2 separate regions of the Rattus norvegicus genome follow, and region 1 is linked to region 2. Evidence: chromatin contacts called from public Hi-C data. All regions are on one chromosome and are shown on one strand. Each heading gives the region's core, a stretch centred on a gene start, on an enhancer-like site or on the middle of the called end of the contact. The rest is flanking DNA. Distances are from core to core; before and after follow the strand shown.

Region 1 (4,002 bases), core at 1,400-3,899, 280 kb after region 2:
AGAGTCCACAGAACCCCCATATTTTCTACAGAATCCAAGGATCATATTGTAGTTGCAAGATGAGTGTTGCAGAGCAGGCTGCATGCTCTCCTAACATGCCCAAGACCCTGGGCTCAATCCCCGGGACATAGTCATACATGTGTGTGTATAGGACAATAGATTTTATACACCTCTGTATTGTTTGTTAAGAAGAGAGAACTTGGGTTGGGGATTTAGCTCAGTGGTAGAGCGCTTGCCTAGGAAGCGCAAGGCCCTGGGTTCGGTTCCCAGCTCCGAAAAAAAAGAACCAAAAAAAAAAAAAAAAAGAAGAGAGAACTCTGACCATCTGAATGTGGCTCTTATCCTCCTCCAAGTTCTCTCTACTCCTGTATTCTAAATAATCTGCATTTCCCCCATGCTCTGTCTCACATATATTAGCATAAAGTCTATCAGAGACTTTCTTTTTCAAAGAAAATAATAGCTGGACACATATCTAATCCCAGCACTTAGGAGCCAAAAGCAGGAAGATCTCTGTGTTGAAGCAGCCTGGTCCACATAGGGAGGTTCCAGGCTAGCCAGGACTTCACAGTGAGACCCTGCCACCCCCATCTACCCCCAACCCCAACACACAAAAAGAAAATAACAGAACATACTTTGGGATAGTGTTCTGTAGTGTTGTGGACCTAATCTTCTCTTTGCCAAGCTATGACTATGCAAATTAACTGTACAAAATAAAGTTAATATTCATTTTTTTAGATTTGTATTATCTTTAATTACAGGGGGAGGTGAGCCACTGCCTGTGAAGACCAGGTGTTGGGTTTCCTGGGAGCTGGACTTACAGACAGTTGGGAACAGTTTCTGGGGAGCAAACCCTGTAACTCTCCAAGAGTCATACTGCGAACGTCTTAACCAGTGTGCCCTGTCTCCAGCCCCAGTACTCAATTTTTAAAATACCACTTCTGTCTCTCTAAATTATGAGGAAAACGGTCCCTGTAAACTTATGAGAAACCACCGTTTAAAAAGACAGCAAATTCAGTCATCTTACCTTGTTTCTAGATACTCTGTGATTTGTTTTTTGAGACAGGATTTCTCTGTTTAGCCCTGGCTGTCCAGGAACCCTCTCTGTAGACAAGGCAGACCTGGAACTCACAGACATTTTCCTGCCTCTGCCTCCAGAGTGCTGGGAATAAAGGTATGTGCCACCACCAGCCGGCTTCTAGATACTTTGTTTTAAAAATTATTTAACAGCAGCTGCTATTAAACTAACCTATCTCTCTCCAATCTATGGGACACACTGAAAAAGTAGAAGCTCCAAACCCCTGTAAATGCCAACACCACTAAAAGGAAGTTATTCATTTCGAGGAAGATACCCAGGACCTTGAAATCATCGATATAATTCCTAGTACAGAAAGTGATGGGATCTTTCCTTTCCAAGTGCTAGCACCTGAACACTAAATCCAAAGTAGGCCTATTAACTTATCACTAAGGTCTTGGTCAATAACTGCCAGGTATGAGTAATGCTTCCCAAGCTACTCAGTGGTAGCCCACTGGCATTCATTCCATCAACACCACTGAGGCTGGGCAGTGGAACAGCTCGATGTACACAGTGTATAGCACACTTCTGTCACAGGCATAGACCTCCAAACGAAAACGGCTGTGATCTCCAATAACATTAGGGTAACTGCGCTGTTCTCTCTGGAAGAATCCTTGTAATGATCCCCAAACTTGAACCAGCACTACTTCAGAAGACTGGGAAGTGGAATATTTTGTCAAACTCTGTTTCACTGCGACATATTTAAAAGACGGGAAAAAGAAAGCTGGCCTGGACTAAGAACACTCCGGCATGAAAACGCGTTGAGAACGAAGCTCTCAACTCCAGATCTGGCCGAACACTTCCACTGAACCCTGAAACAAGGACCGCTACAATCAGGGTCGCCCCCCTGCCCAACGCAGGCTACGAGCCACAGCAGGAGCTGTTCCCCGACTCCACCCCGCTTGCGGAGACAGGTGGGCGAGCCAGGTGAGACCCATAAACCGGAAGACTGCGTCAGGCCAGTCCCCCGCCGCAGCTCCGGCCAGGTGTGGCCCGCAGGGATGCCCCGCGGCCTGGAAGATCCAAGGAAGCAGCTGGGCTCCCAGCTAGCCCCTGGCTCCCACAGCAGCACAGGACACACCGGGAGGTCCCAGGGAGGCCTGTCCGGCAGGCGGGGTGACCCACCCCAAAGGAGCAAGCTCGGGGAGTGAAGCCTTCGCGGACAACGTAAGGCGGGGCAGCCACGCCCCCCACCCCCAACTCCAATTCCGAGCCCCGGATCCCAAGCCCAGCACGCTGCATGACAGGCGCGGGCGCAAGGCCGGGCGCCGGACGGCTCCCACAGACACCACTGCAGCGCTGCGACCCCCGCGAGCCAACGCTCCCCGCCACTGACCAGTGCCTGCCGCCGAGCGACCGTCCGCTCCGCTGCAGCCGCCGCCTCCTCGCACTCACGCTGCCGCTACAACCGCCGCCTCCTGCGCTGCCCCCCTGGCCGGCCGCGGGAGCCCCATTCCCACCCCGCCCAGCCTCCGCCTGTTTACAATGATTGGGACAGAACAGGACGAGCCGCCCAGCGCGCACGCGCACGCCCTCCTCCCGCCGCAGCCGGCTTCCCGGGTCCTCCGATCCTTGGCCGTGACGGCTAGGGGCGTCTAGGGCAAACGCCCCTTGTCCTCGCACGGGGCACGCCGGGAGTTGTAGTTCTTGTAAACCCGCCACCCCCGCCACTGCAGGCCCGTGTCTCGGACACAAACCACAACACCCAGAAAGCATCGCGCCTCACGAGATGGAACTCGTTGGGGAAACAGGGAACCCGCGAGAGGATGCGCCAAGCGCTAAGGCTCTGCAGGCGCCTGCGCAGTGTCCTGGGGACCGAGTGGAACACACACCTACCGGAGCGAATCCCAGTGAAAACAGTGTGGGATCCCTGCGGAGCTCTGCAGGAAAGAAAGCGCAATCCTCCCCAAGCTCTGGCCGGGTGTCCGCAGCTATCGAAAATGACACTTTCCCCCAAGCGTCTGCGTACTTTAGTGGTTCCGACCAGTTAAACCAGCCTGGGCTGCCGACCCACCCCGCCTCTGGGCGGAGCACCTTGCTGGCCTTCTTTGGGCGGAGATCTTCAGTTGGAGAATTCTTGCCTTGGGGTTTGGAGAAAGGAAGCTTTTGGGGCCTATGCGGGGAAGTCCGCAGGATCCCTTTAGTGTGTTGGCTTGCGGGGAACTGCTGACTCCCACCCACTTAGCTCAGCAGTTAGCAATCAACCCCCGAGTTAAAGCTGCACAGCATCATGTTCAGCTCGCAAACAGAAACAGCTGAATATCCTCCCGAAGTCCTCCATGAAGGACTGAAGGAGTGTTCTCCGGTGTATACCGTGATAAACAGCAGTCCTTTGAAGTATTCTGGGTTTATAGCATTGGCAGTCAGAAGAGAGATGAGATTTCTAGTGTATGCTTCTTTCCGAGAGCCATATGGATTTCGATGATCCGTCCTGTACTATGCCCCCCAGCCATCTTTCCTCAAATATGACAAGTCCGTTCCTTGCGCAAGAGTCACCCTCAGTGGAACACTGAGGTCCTAGAGGGATCTTTCCAGAACCCCTGTAGCAATAAAACAGCCTCCAGGAGAAGCTGGCCTGTGAGTATGCCAGTTAAAATGCTCCTTCCCACTGGCAGTTCTGATATGGCCAAGGGATAGGCACTGGTCTGAGCAGGGCTTTATGAACCCTCTCCTGACATTGACATATAAAATAATGAGGTGGGGAAAGAGGCGTTCTTTACTGAGTAATTCACCGGTGGTCATATTTACTGCAACATCACGTGGCCTGTCCACTGGAAGTGAATGAAGCTGAAAGAGAGTTAGGGGACACAGCAAGGTAGAGGGAAAAGCAAGAGCGGTCAGTTAGAGTGAAGACTGACTCCCTTCTGAGATCCTTAAGTGCTGTGTTTATGTGAGCCTCAGCGGGCGAGCCAATCCAGGAATAATCTTTA
Region 2 (4,457 bases), core at 1,744-4,243:
GGATTTCAGTCAGTTTTCCTCTTTCCCCTGACCATTATGAGCAAGCACACACTTAGAATTCTCTTTTTGCAAAACTTTCTTCTTCAAAGTTCAATACTGTCAACAGCTAGGAACAGTAAAATGCAACACAAAACAATAAACAAATTTTATAATATAGTAAATGTTAGGAACAAAAAAGTTTTTTCTGTGAAATATCCAATTTCAAATCTAAATTATTGGTTAAAGTATTGCTAGAATTTAAGCAACCAAAAATTTTCTTAATGAATCTTTTTATGCTCTAAAAGGTCTGCTTTAGAATTTATTCTACAATCAAGAGACTTATATATATATTACTAGTTATGAGAAGTAAACTACAAAGTTATAACACTTATCAAGTCATTATTCATATTAAAGAAAAACTGTCAATCTCAGAATGGCTGAGTCACTCCTGAAGAAACCACTGTTGAATCCAAATAATTCAAATAAACCTTGCACACAATCAAGTAATTTTGCAAAATGAAATGTATAAACAACCTATACTTAAATGAAAGACATGTAAAGATCAGTTAAATAATTTTTGATATGGTCAACCAAAAGATGCACAGTGGATTCTAAATCACCCTACTTAGTGTAAAGCTGTGCATTGAAATACAGAGGCTTCCACTGTACCAAGTTACCTCTGGCTGACAAAGTAACACTAAGGAGAAAAGCAGCAAACCTCACTTCAACCCTCTGCACCTCTCCCTATCATATCCATCTCTCCCACCTTTCCACAAGTCTGACCGACTGGAGTCTATGCATCTCATCTCACTCCGATTTACTCAACCACTCCCTTTGCATGACTTTCCCCAGGCAACTTCAAGAGCCTTTTCCTTGAGTTTCCTACAGAAAAGAGCTTCTTTCAGACGTGCTCCTGCCCCGGTATCATTTACATGCCTTTTCCACCAGCATTGGGATTTTTGGTAACACAGAGCCTGTTGCATAAACACGGTTGTAATTATTTAATATCAAAAATGAGTGATCTACATGAATACAGCACAATTTCTGGTGGTTTTTAAAACCTGCCTCATAAAATACCTTTCACACATGGCTATGCAGTAAGGAAAATTTGCTCTACACTGTCAAAAGGGGGAAAGCAAACCACACAGAATATCGTCAAGATTTATATTAAATCGCTCCCACTAATGATGGCTACTACAGTACAAATACTCTGAGGACTTCTCAGCAAACTCCGCCCAACTCCCCTCCAAAAAAACTTAAATCAAGCAACCAGAAATTTGCTGCAGCAAAATACACTCGAAATACCGGAGGGTGAGACACTGTCAAGTGTCTCACATGTAGTCCAGGTTTATTTCAAACTTTGGGTGGTTCCTGAACTTCCAAAATGCCGGGATTATAAGTGTGGTTCACGACCCAATTCCAAGCATATTAAAACTGCCTTAAAATCACAATCAAGTTCTTGTCTAGTACGGAGGAACTTGTGAATGTACTGAAACGCCTGCAGGGCATGCTACTAGCAGAATACCACATGTTTAAGTCCTAAACTATTTAAAATATAAAAGTCTTAAGTATCTGGAACTATTTTAAATTGTTCCTACAAGGACAATTCAGCTATTTTCATGTGGACTCACTTTTACACTACTATAATGGGTTTACTTTTTCTTTTCCTACTGGAATCGATATGCGCTTAAGGGAAATTGTTTTCACCAGTTGCTGAAATTAAAACGCAAGGTATTAACTTTCCAAAGGGGGAGGGGGGCACTTTTCATTTAAAGATAGGAAGCACGTGTTCTTTTTAGCTCCTTAAAATGCAGTAAACTGTTCTGTATAACTTTTCGTTTCCTACACACTGAGAAGGCAAACGGCCTCGGATCTGAACAAGGATCACCAAACCAGTGATTGTCTATCACAGTCAGTGCTCCAAAGTCAACAGTTCCAGAGCTGTGTGGCACCTTATCAGCTTTCTCCGGGTATGCTGGGAAACCGCAAACGTAAGAGGGTCACAGACCCTGAGTCGTCTTCAGTAAAAAGACAGTGTGAACTCAAGGACTAGGAGCACAAGGGCTGGGTCCTCCGTACCTAAGGACGAGTCGACGTGACCCAAGGGACCCACTCCCATTAACCTACGACCATGCATGCCCCAGCTGACGCACAGCTTTCTGCCGCGCGCTTGGGGCCGTGCCAACACTCGGGGTCAGTCCCAGCCAGACACTGCTGGGTCTCCCGGCTTGACAGAGTCCGGCACCTGACAGGGAAGACTCCGGGCGAAGCCCGCGGTCTTGAGCGCCTCGCCCGCGGGCCGTGCCTACCCAAAGGCGCGGAACGTCGCCCGCTGGCGCCCGCAGACCCCGGAGCTCTTGCTCCCAGCCTCCGGCTCGCACAGCCTGGACCGCGCCGCGGCCGCCCTGGGGCAAGGACGCCATGCGGGCGGGCGGGCAAGGCGCGGGCGGGCTCCCGCGGCGCCCCCGTGGGCCGCAAGATGGCGGCGGCTCCGGGCAGAGCCCTCCGCGGCGTCCGTCCGGCTCCCTCCCCTCCCCTCCGCAGCCCGGCCCGGCAGCGGCGGACGCCGAGGCGCCGAGCGGAGGGACGCAGCGGAGCCGCGGCTCCGACGTTCGGTCCGGGCGTGGGGGAGGGGAGCGCAGCCCGTCCACCCCGCCGCCGCCCGCCGGCCCCAGCCCCGCTCGGGCGCGTCCCAGCCAGCCTACCTTTGAATTTGAGGTCTGAAGGAGGGTCGAGGACCAGGATCTGCTCGTGCTTCGCCATGGCCCCGGAGGCGGACGCCATAGGAGACAGCGCAGAGCGGGGGCGCGCCCGCGGCGGCGGTTCGCTGGCGGGGGCGGGGGACGGTGGCGGCGCCGGCTCCGCGGAGCTCTAGGACGGGGCCAGGCTCACGATTCCCGAAGCTCCGCGCCTGCTGCCGGGCCGCGGGTCCCGAGGGCTGCCTGTCGGGTCAGCAGCTCCGGGTGTCACAACTGACTCAACCCCACACCAGTCGCCGCGGCCACGCGCACTGCGATCCTCGGCTCCCCACGTGACGGCCTTACGTGTCTCCGTGCGCGCCCCCGCGGCCCAGAGCCCTCGTGTTGGCCCCGCCCTCCGGGCCTAACTGGGCTCGGCGCTGAGCTAGTGCGCCTGCGCACCTCCGACTTGGCCGCAGCTCCCTGCGCCGCGCTGCTGTCAATCTCTGTAGAGCGTGCAGGGGGCGTAGTAGGGCTGTTTGTGGGAGACGGGGTGCGCGGCGCCGGGCGAGGGGCGTCGTTCTTGGCGCCCTGGAGCTGCGAATGCGGGGCTGTAGCGCCGACTACGATGCTACCTCACAGCGTTCCAAGTGGAATTCCGAACGGAAGACAGTCAAGAAGTGCCGGGTACCTCGACTCCCAGCATGCCCCGTGCGGGCGGCGTCTCCGCGGGGGCTGCTGGGAACCGGGAAGGCAACCCGGGTCCGTTGGAGGCGAGTGGGTGGGGCCGCTGACTCTGCTTTTGGCTCGCCGAGGTTGTCTCGTCTGCATTGGAAAAAGAAAAGGGTTTTTGCAGGCTGCCTGGGAGCCAGGCATCCCAGGAGAGACGGCCCTTTGGGAAAGCGGCAGGGCGTGTCCGTCTGGTCTGCCCGGGATTCCTTCCGCCCTCTGCGGACGCGCGCTCTGTTCTAACCCTGCCGTTCCAAAGCTGCCTCCCGGATCTCCCTCCTGCCCAGCAAAGGGAAACACACCTCGCGCAAAAGCAAACGGGTTCCAGGGGAAATCTAGGCCAGGCACAAATAATCAAGGGTAGAAACCAAATGTCTGCTCCTACGGCGTGGAATTCACGTGCTGTATCTACAGTGTGGCTCATTCCAAATCTGTTTGCCTGGTTCTCGTGCCGTGCTAGGGACGAATTTTATCTGCATCACTTAGGAGAGCCTATACCAAATGAGAAAAATTGCCAAGCAAATTGCTGACAGATATTCAGCTCATTGCCAGGGTATCCAGGGACGGGAAGAGCAAACAAAACAAATGGATGTGCTGTAAAAATAAACCTTTATTGTGTCCTATGGTACTGCTTGAATTTAAATCTCTAGGAAGCTCCGTGCGAAACAAAGCACGTATTGATGCTTCTGCCACGGAAAGGCATCCTAGACTGTCTGGAAAGTAAATGTCGAAAATGGGCAGTCTAGAATACAGCTAATTAAACTTTTTCAACTCTCCGTCCCGTCACCTGAGAAATTTTTATGCCACCCTGGGTATATAGGATATAAAATTGTGGTATAAAACATTGATCACAAAAAAAAGTTTGTTTTCCTTCTTTGAATGCTTACTTTGTATCCTAACCTAAAAATGAAGTTTGAAAGAAAAAAAGATGAAAAAACTTACACATTTAAGACAAAAGCTAGCTTGTATACAAACGAGATAGGTTTGCGTGTCCATTCCTACATAAAAATTATTCCTGGCTGAATATTTGATAGACTAAACATTTTCAACTTTTTTGTAGTTGATTGCTAT

What was found. Hi-C and Micro-C count contacts between places; a contact is called where the count stands out from the background.
Region 1: a Hi-C map of liver shows a contact between it and region 2, with 4 times the contacts expected there. The contact joins the promoter of Ralbp1 here to the promoter of Vapa in region 2. A contact is called at or near these places in 2 of 12 Hi-C or Micro-C datasets (liver and mammary epithelial cells).

What each region holds. Positions count from the first base shown.
Region 1 is chr9:112,937,010-112,941,011 of GRCr8, forward strand. Ralbp1 (ralA binding protein 1) reads right to left here and starts at 2,650. Exons shown (of 10, transcript NM_032067.2): 1 at 2,409-2,650.
Region 2 is chr9:112,651,738-112,656,194 of GRCr8, forward strand. It overlaps Vapa (VAMP associated protein A), which reads right to left and starts at 2,994. Exons shown (of 6, transcript NM_031631.2): 1 at 2,685-2,994. The coding sequence starts at 2,763.